3 separate regions of the Danio rerio genome follow, and regions 2 and 3 are each linked to region 1. A link is a contact called in public Hi-C and HiChIP or PLAC-seq data. All regions are on one chromosome and are shown on one strand. The core of a region is the stretch at or near the end of the contact, and the rest is flanking DNA. Distances in the headings are between cores, read along the strand shown.

What was found. A called contact is a pair of places that touch in the nucleus more often than the background predicts. HiChIP or PLAC-seq counts read pairs in DNA pulled down with a chosen protein or histone mark.
Region 2: an H3K4me3 HiChIP or PLAC-seq map of embryo shows a contact between it and region 1, with 3 times the contacts expected there. The contact joins the enhancer-like site here to the promoter of ciao2b in region 1. A contact is called at or near these places in 5 of 18 Hi-C or Micro-C datasets (caudal fin, embryo and hematopoietic stem cells) and 1 of 4 datasets of contacts at active chromatin or transcription factors (embryo).
Region 3: a Hi-C map of an unstated tissue shows a contact between it and region 1, with 4 times the contacts expected there. The contact joins the promoter of nae1 here to the promoter of ciao2b in region 1. A contact is called at or near these places in 1 of 18 Hi-C or Micro-C datasets (an unstated tissue) and 1 of 4 datasets of contacts at active chromatin or transcription factors (embryo).

The regions. Positions count from the first base shown.
Region 1 is chr7:45,537,499-45,540,198 of GRCz12tu, reverse strand. ciao2b (cytosolic iron-sulfur assembly component 2B) reads left to right here and starts at 1,381. Exons shown (of 5, transcript NM_001002449.1): 1 at 1,381-1,576; 2 at 1,758-1,837. The coding sequence starts at 1,450.
Region 2 is chr7:45,394,901-45,397,651 of GRCz12tu, reverse strand. No RefSeq gene overlaps it. Among named protein-coding and RNA genes, the nearest start is that of ca7, 19 kb to the right of the region's middle. Within about 2 kb of position 1,436, at least 5 of the 62 cell types and tissues checked have an H3K27ac peak or open chromatin away from gene starts, as enhancers often do.
Region 3 is chr7:45,367,540-45,370,239 of GRCz12tu, reverse strand. nae1 (nedd8 activating enzyme E1 subunit 1) reads left to right here and starts at 1,428. Exons shown (of 20, transcript NM_200499.1): 1 at 1,428-1,540. The coding sequence starts at 1,491.

The sequences.
Region 1 (2,700 bases), core at 132-2,631:
GGTCAGTTTAGCTTACCTAATTCACCTGTACCACATGTTTTTTGGACTGTGGGGGAAACCGGAGCACCTGAAAGAAACCCATGCAAATGCAGGGAACATGAAAACTCCACAAAGGAATGTCAACTGACCCAGCTGAGGCTCGAACCAGCGACCATCTTGGAGTGAGGCAAATGTGCTATCCACTGTGCCACCGCGTCACCATCATAAATATCATAATTTATACAAATAAGCTAGAATGTACATAAATTGGATGAGGCAGCAAAATACCAACCAGTAACAACAACAAGCCTCAAATTAGTTTGAATTGAGACAACTTTCAAATGCTTCCTTCATAGGATTCAGCCTCTGAAATTTAACACAGCCAATGCAAGCATTTCATGTCTGTAAAGGTGTGGTCAGACAACACTTTTTGCCCCACTGACTTTCATTCATGCACATCCAAATCTATCAGACAGCAAACTGCATGTGTTAGTGAACTCTAACTTGTGAATTTGCATCACTTGAATGTCACCTGAACCTAAAGAAGATCAAAACACAACCTTTCTGTACAGAAATTCAACACGTGTTTTATCCTGCTCCTTTTAAGTGAAACCAACAGAAAGATTCTGTGACCATGAAGCATATACAGTATATATCTATATAAATATGGCCCAGTGGTTAGCACTGTCGCCTCTGATTCTCTGATTCAATTACCGGCTCGGCCATTTAGCATTTCTGTGTGGAGTTTGCATGTTCTCCCCATGTTGGCGTGGGTTTTCTCCAGGTGCTCCGGTTTCTCCCACAGTACAAAGACATGCTCTATAGATGAATTGAATAGACTAAATTGTCCATAGTGCATGAGTGTGTATATACAGTAGATGATTCCCAGCACTCGGTTGCAGCTGAAAGCAAGGGCATCTGCTGTGTAAACCATGTGCTGGATAAGTTGGCGGTTCATTCCACTGTGGTGACCCCAGATAAGTAAAGGGACTAAGCCAAAATAATAATAATAATAAGGACCTACAGAAAAAGCACGTTTCAGTAGAATGACCCAGAATGTTGTAAAATTATGTTCTACACCAGGGGTGGCCAAACTCGGTCCTGGAGGGCTGGTGTCTTGCATAGTTTAGCTCCAACTTCCTTCAACACACCTGCTTGGAAGTTTTTTGTATACCTAGAATGAGTTATAGCTATTTCAGGTGTGTTTAATTGGGGTTGAAAATAAAATATGCAGGACATCGGCCCTCCAGGACCGAGTTTGGACACCCCTGTTCTACACAGAACCAAAAACAAAAACATCGACTTTTATTTAAAAACTTTTATTTTGAAAACCGAGTACACTTCCGGGTTTTTCGCCTGGGTTGTGGTCATTTGTGTTTGGCTTCGAAGTAGAGTTAGCGACTTGATTAGCTAGTACTGCTAAAATACTAGTAACTTACTGGTCATAAATTCATTGTCGAGGGTGTAATAATGTCTGGTGGAACTCGACTAGAGAACGCCAATCCTCTGATATTTCAGCGGTCAGGGGAAAGACTGCTCACCTCCACTGATGAAGATGAAGATGTGGCGGACCCCATCGATGTCAGAGAGATCTTCGATATCCTTTCGTAGTACACCGTACATCACTTTTAGGCTACACCACTGCTTTGACAAGTCGACCTGGTTGCTTTGAATTATCTGCCACCATAGCAGTTATTTACTTCTGCAATCTGCTTGAGTTCACAAACTCATTTAAGTGTTCCTGTATACTAGAGTCAGACCTTAACTAATTAACTTACATTTGATCAGGTCGATCAATGACCCCGAGCACCCGCTGTCTCTCGAAGAGCTCAATGTGGTGGAACAAGTGCGTGTCAATGTGAGTCTGAGTGGTTTGCACAATAGCAGAACTCCTCGAATAAATAAATATGAAAAATTTGTTCACACTTTACAATAAGGTTTCATTAGTTACTAAGGTAAAGTTGATTTTATATTCCCTCATTCGTTCAGTGACAGCTTGTGACATTCATTCATATTTCTTTTATTATTATTATTATTATTATTATTCTCTCTGTATTGTTTACCCTGGTACTTTGAATTTAATAACTGAAATCACACGTAAATATGACTTCAAAACAACTTTAGCATTATTAAAATGAAATGTTGTACTTTGATAGTCATTGGCTGCTAATATGATGTTAATATTAGGAATTAGCAAAGAATACTTAAATAAAGTCATATTATTAGGGAGAAAGTCAGAATGTGTAAATATAAAACCAACTTTACCTCAATTCATTAGTTAATATGTTTACTAACATGGACTAAGTATAAGCAACGCTTGTGCAGCATTCATTAATCATAGTAACTAAGTTCAACATTCACTAATGCATTATTGAAATTCCAAATTCATGCTTGTTATTAGTTAATGCACCGTGAGTTTATATAAACTACAGTAATAATAGACTGTATTATATGGTAGTAGTACCTTATTGTAAAGTGTTACCAAATGTTTGAACTCTTCTATGAAAGTATAATTCTTCAAGGAAAAAAGAAATTCAATGCATAATATAAATAATTCATAATAAGTTATTGTGATGCATCATTCTTTCTCTCTGTTTCGAGTCTCAGTTCAAACATTTTTCTCAGAATAGATATAAATTAACTACCCCACCAAAATAAACATTTTTGGATTGCATTTCTTAACTCGTAATGTCACCAGTTAACGCAATGCATTTTTTCAAC
Region 2 (2,751 bases), core at 187-2,686, 140 kb after region 1:
TAAGTTTACGACTATCAAGCGTTTACCATAAAGTCAACTAGTCGCCGGACCTATGTCTTAAGCCCATGAACTATACTGTGTTTCACAAACTATACAGGATGATGCGATTTTGGACGCAGGCCAGGTGTGGTCGTGCATCACTGCCCCAAAAGTGCATGAGACTGATTTCTGCATTCTGAAGACAAACGAGTCCTCGCATTAATCCTGTGGGTCAGCCTGACCTCCCGCCAGTGCCCTACTCACACCTGCAGCTTCTCCACGATGGACATCCAAGCTTCTCCAGCCTCCGGTGCCTAGACTGCAGCTCCACACGGGAAGTTTGGCCAGAAGAAAAATGGTCGTACCCAACAGCTAGAGCCCGGTTTCTTTCACGTTTTTCCCCCTTCACTTCATCAATTGGTTTAGTTTTTTTCCTCGCCACTGGATGCTCAGATCAGGACTTGTGGAGCTGTGCTTCGTTGGATTCGCTCTACAGTGTTTGAACTTTCAGCAGTGAAATTTAAATCACACTGAACTGAACTAAACTGAATTTCAACTCTGAAATCTAGACTTTACTAGAACTATTTTAAGCTGCTTTGACATTGTAAAAATTGCTATAAATAAACATAAATGCAATATAATATATTACCACAGCATAATATTGTCATGGATCAGTATTTTGCAGACACCCCAAAATTAATAAATCAAATTAAATCAAAACAAAATCTGACTAGTCCCATAAATCTTGATTTTCTGTGGGAAATTAAAACTTAAGCAAAGCTAGCATGCTATATAGCCTATCTATGAGATTTTAGTCTTTTGAAACTGTATCAATTTTTTTGACTGGAAAATATCATGGATGGATCGATCCTGTGATCTTTTGGTTTTGTTGACGGCTTTTCTAAAGTATTAAATTTGAAGTATATTATTTGTTTGATGGTCAGTGAATGCTTGTGTGGTGTAGTCTGTGAGTTAAACAGGATGAGGAGCGTGAGGCCGCATCTAAAATACAACTACATTTCATATAATTTGATTTTGCGCCCATGTCTCTTCTTTGGCAGCTAACAGAAGAGCAATAGCATGGGGTTGTGATCTTATCTAGAGCCTGTTTTGCCTTCCCTTGGGCGATATTGGTTATTATCTCAGATTGAGACAGTGGTCGGCTTTATTGATACCATGCAGCCAAAAATATCAGCTTGCTGCTATTTTTATGACGTCCAGATGCAGTTTAAATTACACGCCACATTGATCGCGACCATACATTTTGTGCTTGCTCAGGTATCCTCGATCTTTACACAGTGACACCGTGACTATTCTGGGAATCCTATTTCTGCAAATATGTCAAATATATACCAGACATCAGCCTCATCCATTGTTAATGAAGCTCCAAACAGTAATATTTCCACGAATCAGACTGCTCAAATGACTGATAGCAGCAGATATGACTCCACCTGGGATTACTTAGCAACCGAAAGCATGACATCATCACTTTATGTAAAGAATCAGATACAATGATGTCATCTCGCAGGAAATTGACCTTGGCGGAAGAAAGTGATGTGGTTGGCTTAATGTGGATATCCTACATGAAACAGGTTTGTTTGCTGTTGGTTTTTGTTTATTATTAAAAGTAATGTAGGTCATTCATATTTTAATTGTAAGCTGTTTAGCTTTGTCTGTCTGTTCAGATTTGTCTGTCTCCCGCTATAAAAATAACACGAGGTCTGCATGCCGCGTGTCTAAAGACTTTTCCCTATGTAGGTAAATGCTGCCATCTGCTGTCAGAAGAGAATTAAAACCGTAAAAGAAAAGTAAAGTAGGAAGAAACATTTTAACCTAAAAATGGTAGCTTGAGGCGCTAACCCAATGTAGTAGACAGTTTTTTTGTGGAAACCCAAAATTTTAATATAATAAGCCACATCTATACCAGACCCCCACTCATATTGTTATGATATTTGAATATAATATATGCCATTTAAATTAGAAAAGATAAAGTCGAATGTTGCAACCCACCCCGAGCAGAGAGACGGTTGCAACAACGCAAGGGGACAGTTGCAACATTTATTGAAATTTATTAATCAGTGGCACCCCCAGAAAAATTTCTTAGGGTGGCACTTAAAAATTTAATTCAGTGTAATGTAATATTTTTGTTTCTATTAAATGAAATAAAGAATTTTTTAATGAATTCCATTAATCATTCTTGAAATTTTACAGTTTATTCCTTGAAATAATTGAGCAAGTACATGTACAAACCAAATAAAAATCAATATCTAGTTTAAAACACTTTTCATATATATATAAATATATTTTCAGTTATTTTTCACATACTTTTATTGTAAAGCATATAGTATATGCCATGTCTAAAATTAATGAAAATTAATGAATTAATTAAAAAAACAAACAAATACAACTGTAACAATAACTGCATTCACACACACTCACTATACATAGTCTAACAATATAATTTATCCATATTCCTTTTTGAGCCACAATATTATTAATACAGCTTATTCTATTGATTTACCTTAAGGTAAATGTTAAATTGCCATTGTGTGCGTGCTGTCAACGACGATTGGGGAGGGGCAGTGAATCAGCTATTTCAGTAGCACCAATTGATCAACAATAATTTAGTGGCTGCTATTTATTTATTGAAATATTGTGAATTTACGTAAAAACATTTAAATTAATAATATCATATTGGGGTGGGCACAGGCGTGGCAAGAGTTTACACAGAGTTTACCTTGGGGCACCCCTGGTATTAATAAAAAAAATTCT
Region 3 (2,700 bases), core at 179-2,678, 170 kb after region 1:
ACATGCTTTTCACGGCACCATAAGTTCCTGACCTTCATGGTCAAGGGGAAATGGAAGGGGCTTGAAAACAAAATTGTTATAGAGTGGTATATAAAATCCGTTGTCTAGATTCAAGGGGTGTCTCACATTACCCCATTTTCCCCTATGTGTTTCTGGCATATATGTGGAAATATATCTTTCTGACATATATGATTCTGACATATATCTTGACCTATATCATTCTGAAATATAAGGGACATATGAATCTGACGTTTATGGGAGATAAATATGGATACATATATGTTTATGAAATATTTGGGACATTTATTTGTCATACACATAAGGGTTGCATACCTTTTTGGCATATATGTGGACAAATATGTTTTGTGACATATATGTTTCTGGCGTATATGTGGACATATGTTATGCATAAATGACAAATATGTTTCTGGCATATATGTGTACATATATGTTTCTTACAAATATCGGACATATATGTGTTATACATTTAGGGGACTTGTATGTTTCTGGCACCTATTAGACATATATGTGGTTTACATATATGGACAAATATGTTTGTGACATAAATGGGACTTTTGTGTTTCTGGCATATATGTGGACATTAATGTGTTATGCATAGATGGGACTTATATGTTTTTGGCATATATGTGGATATATATGATTCAGAAATATATGGGACATACAGTTTAAGTCTGAATTATTAGCCCACTGTTTATTTTTTCACCAATTTCTGTTTAACGGAGAGAAGATTTCTTCAACACATTTCTAAACATAATAGTTTTAATACCTCATTTCTGATAACTGATTTATTTTATCTTTGCCATGATGATATGACCATTCATGTTTCTGGCATATATGTGGACATATATGTTTTTGGCATATATGTTACATGTATGTGCTATACATATAGGGGACATATACGTTTTTGACATATGTGGGACATTTTTGTGACATATAAGTGGACATGTTTCTGTCATAGGACATAAACAGTATGTTTCTGACATGTATGGGACATATTTGTTTCTGGTATATAAATGGTTTATGTTTCTGACATATATAGAACATATAGAAGTCAACATTTGAAGTGGATCATCAACTTTCATCAAAGTTGTCCTAAAATTATAGAATAACACCCATTCTTGTCTAAGGGCAAATTTAAAAAACTTGTTCCATCCACTTTAAATGCTCAAAAACTTCAAAAAGTTCAAAAATTCTAACTGGATCCTCGAGCAAGTCAAGAGTGAGTAGCCTAAATGATAACAAAATTACTTTATTGCGTGAACTATCCACTTTAGAATGCATATACTCCAAGTGTCAATGCAGAGCTGCAAATCACTATTGTTCAAGCTGCTCGCTGCCTCCATCTCGCGGTCACCCGAAAGTGGAGCATCAAGTCTGTCTGCAACGAATCTGCGACCGTCGATCGGAAAATAGTGAAACAGTGGCGCGCCGGTAGGATTCAGCCGTCACAGAGAGAGAGACAGAGGACCATGACAGACCCCAAAACAAGCAAAGAGCAGAAGTATGATCGACAGCTCAGGTATGTATCATTTGTGTGTTCGAAAATCACATAATAATCGGGTTCGCACGACCAATTATTCTGCTTCAGCGGTAAAGTTTTCCTATTGCATTAACGCAAATGTACAGAGGCCCATCGGTCACTGCAAGAGCTTTAATTATCTCGTCAAATTCATCATTGTTTAATTTAAACAGCAACGACAGAATTAATCAGACTTCTCGCCTGGCCCGTCAAGTAACGTTAACGTTAAAGTAGCAGATCTGAAAACACTTGATATATTTCAGATTTGTTTATGAGCATTTCACGCGTTATGGATGTGACATTTGCAGTAAAAACTCAAAACATAAATTCGCATAGAAAGTAAATTCCTTTTATTAATCGGGGGTCGCCACAGCGGAATGAACCGCCAACTTATCCAGCAAGTTTTTAAGCAGCGGATGCCCTTCCAGCCGCAACCCATCTCTGGGAAATTTCCCCACACACACTCATACACTACTGACAATTTAGCCTACCCAATTCACCTGTACCGCATGTCTTTGGACTGTGGGGGAAACCGGAGCACCCGGAGGAAACCCACGCGAAGGCAGGGAGAACATGCAAACTCCACACAGAAACGCCAACTGAGCGTGCGACAGCGCCACTGCCTCGCCAGAAAGCAAATGTTAAAATTAAATTGAAACTTTTGTTTAGATTTTCCAGAACAAATGACCACAGAGTTAAGGGACTAGAAAAATATCAATATGTAAACATGCTTTAAGCCTATTTAAAATGAGGAAACATGCCTTATGGATGTGACAAAAAAAAGTCTGCGGGTTTATAGTATACATCGTGCTTTGTATAAATTATGTGAATTACTTCTCAATCCAAAAGAAACTATGCTAATCCAAAGGGTAATAAAACAAAAAATGAAAATTTTATTTTATGTAATATTTTCACATTTAAGTGTCGTTATGTGACTTCTCTCTTTTATGGATGTGACAGATGTTAAATTGCCTCTTGTGTGACTTTGGTAAATCAAATAGAATAGTTTAAAAACATTGACAGATGCAATTTGGGGTATTTCTAAAGTACTGTAAAATACTTACACAAAAAACCCAGAAATGGTTTCGCTATTTTAGTAAAAGCTTAAGGTTGACATTTGCATGGAATTGCTCTTGTTTAGATTTATTTAGCTACGTCAA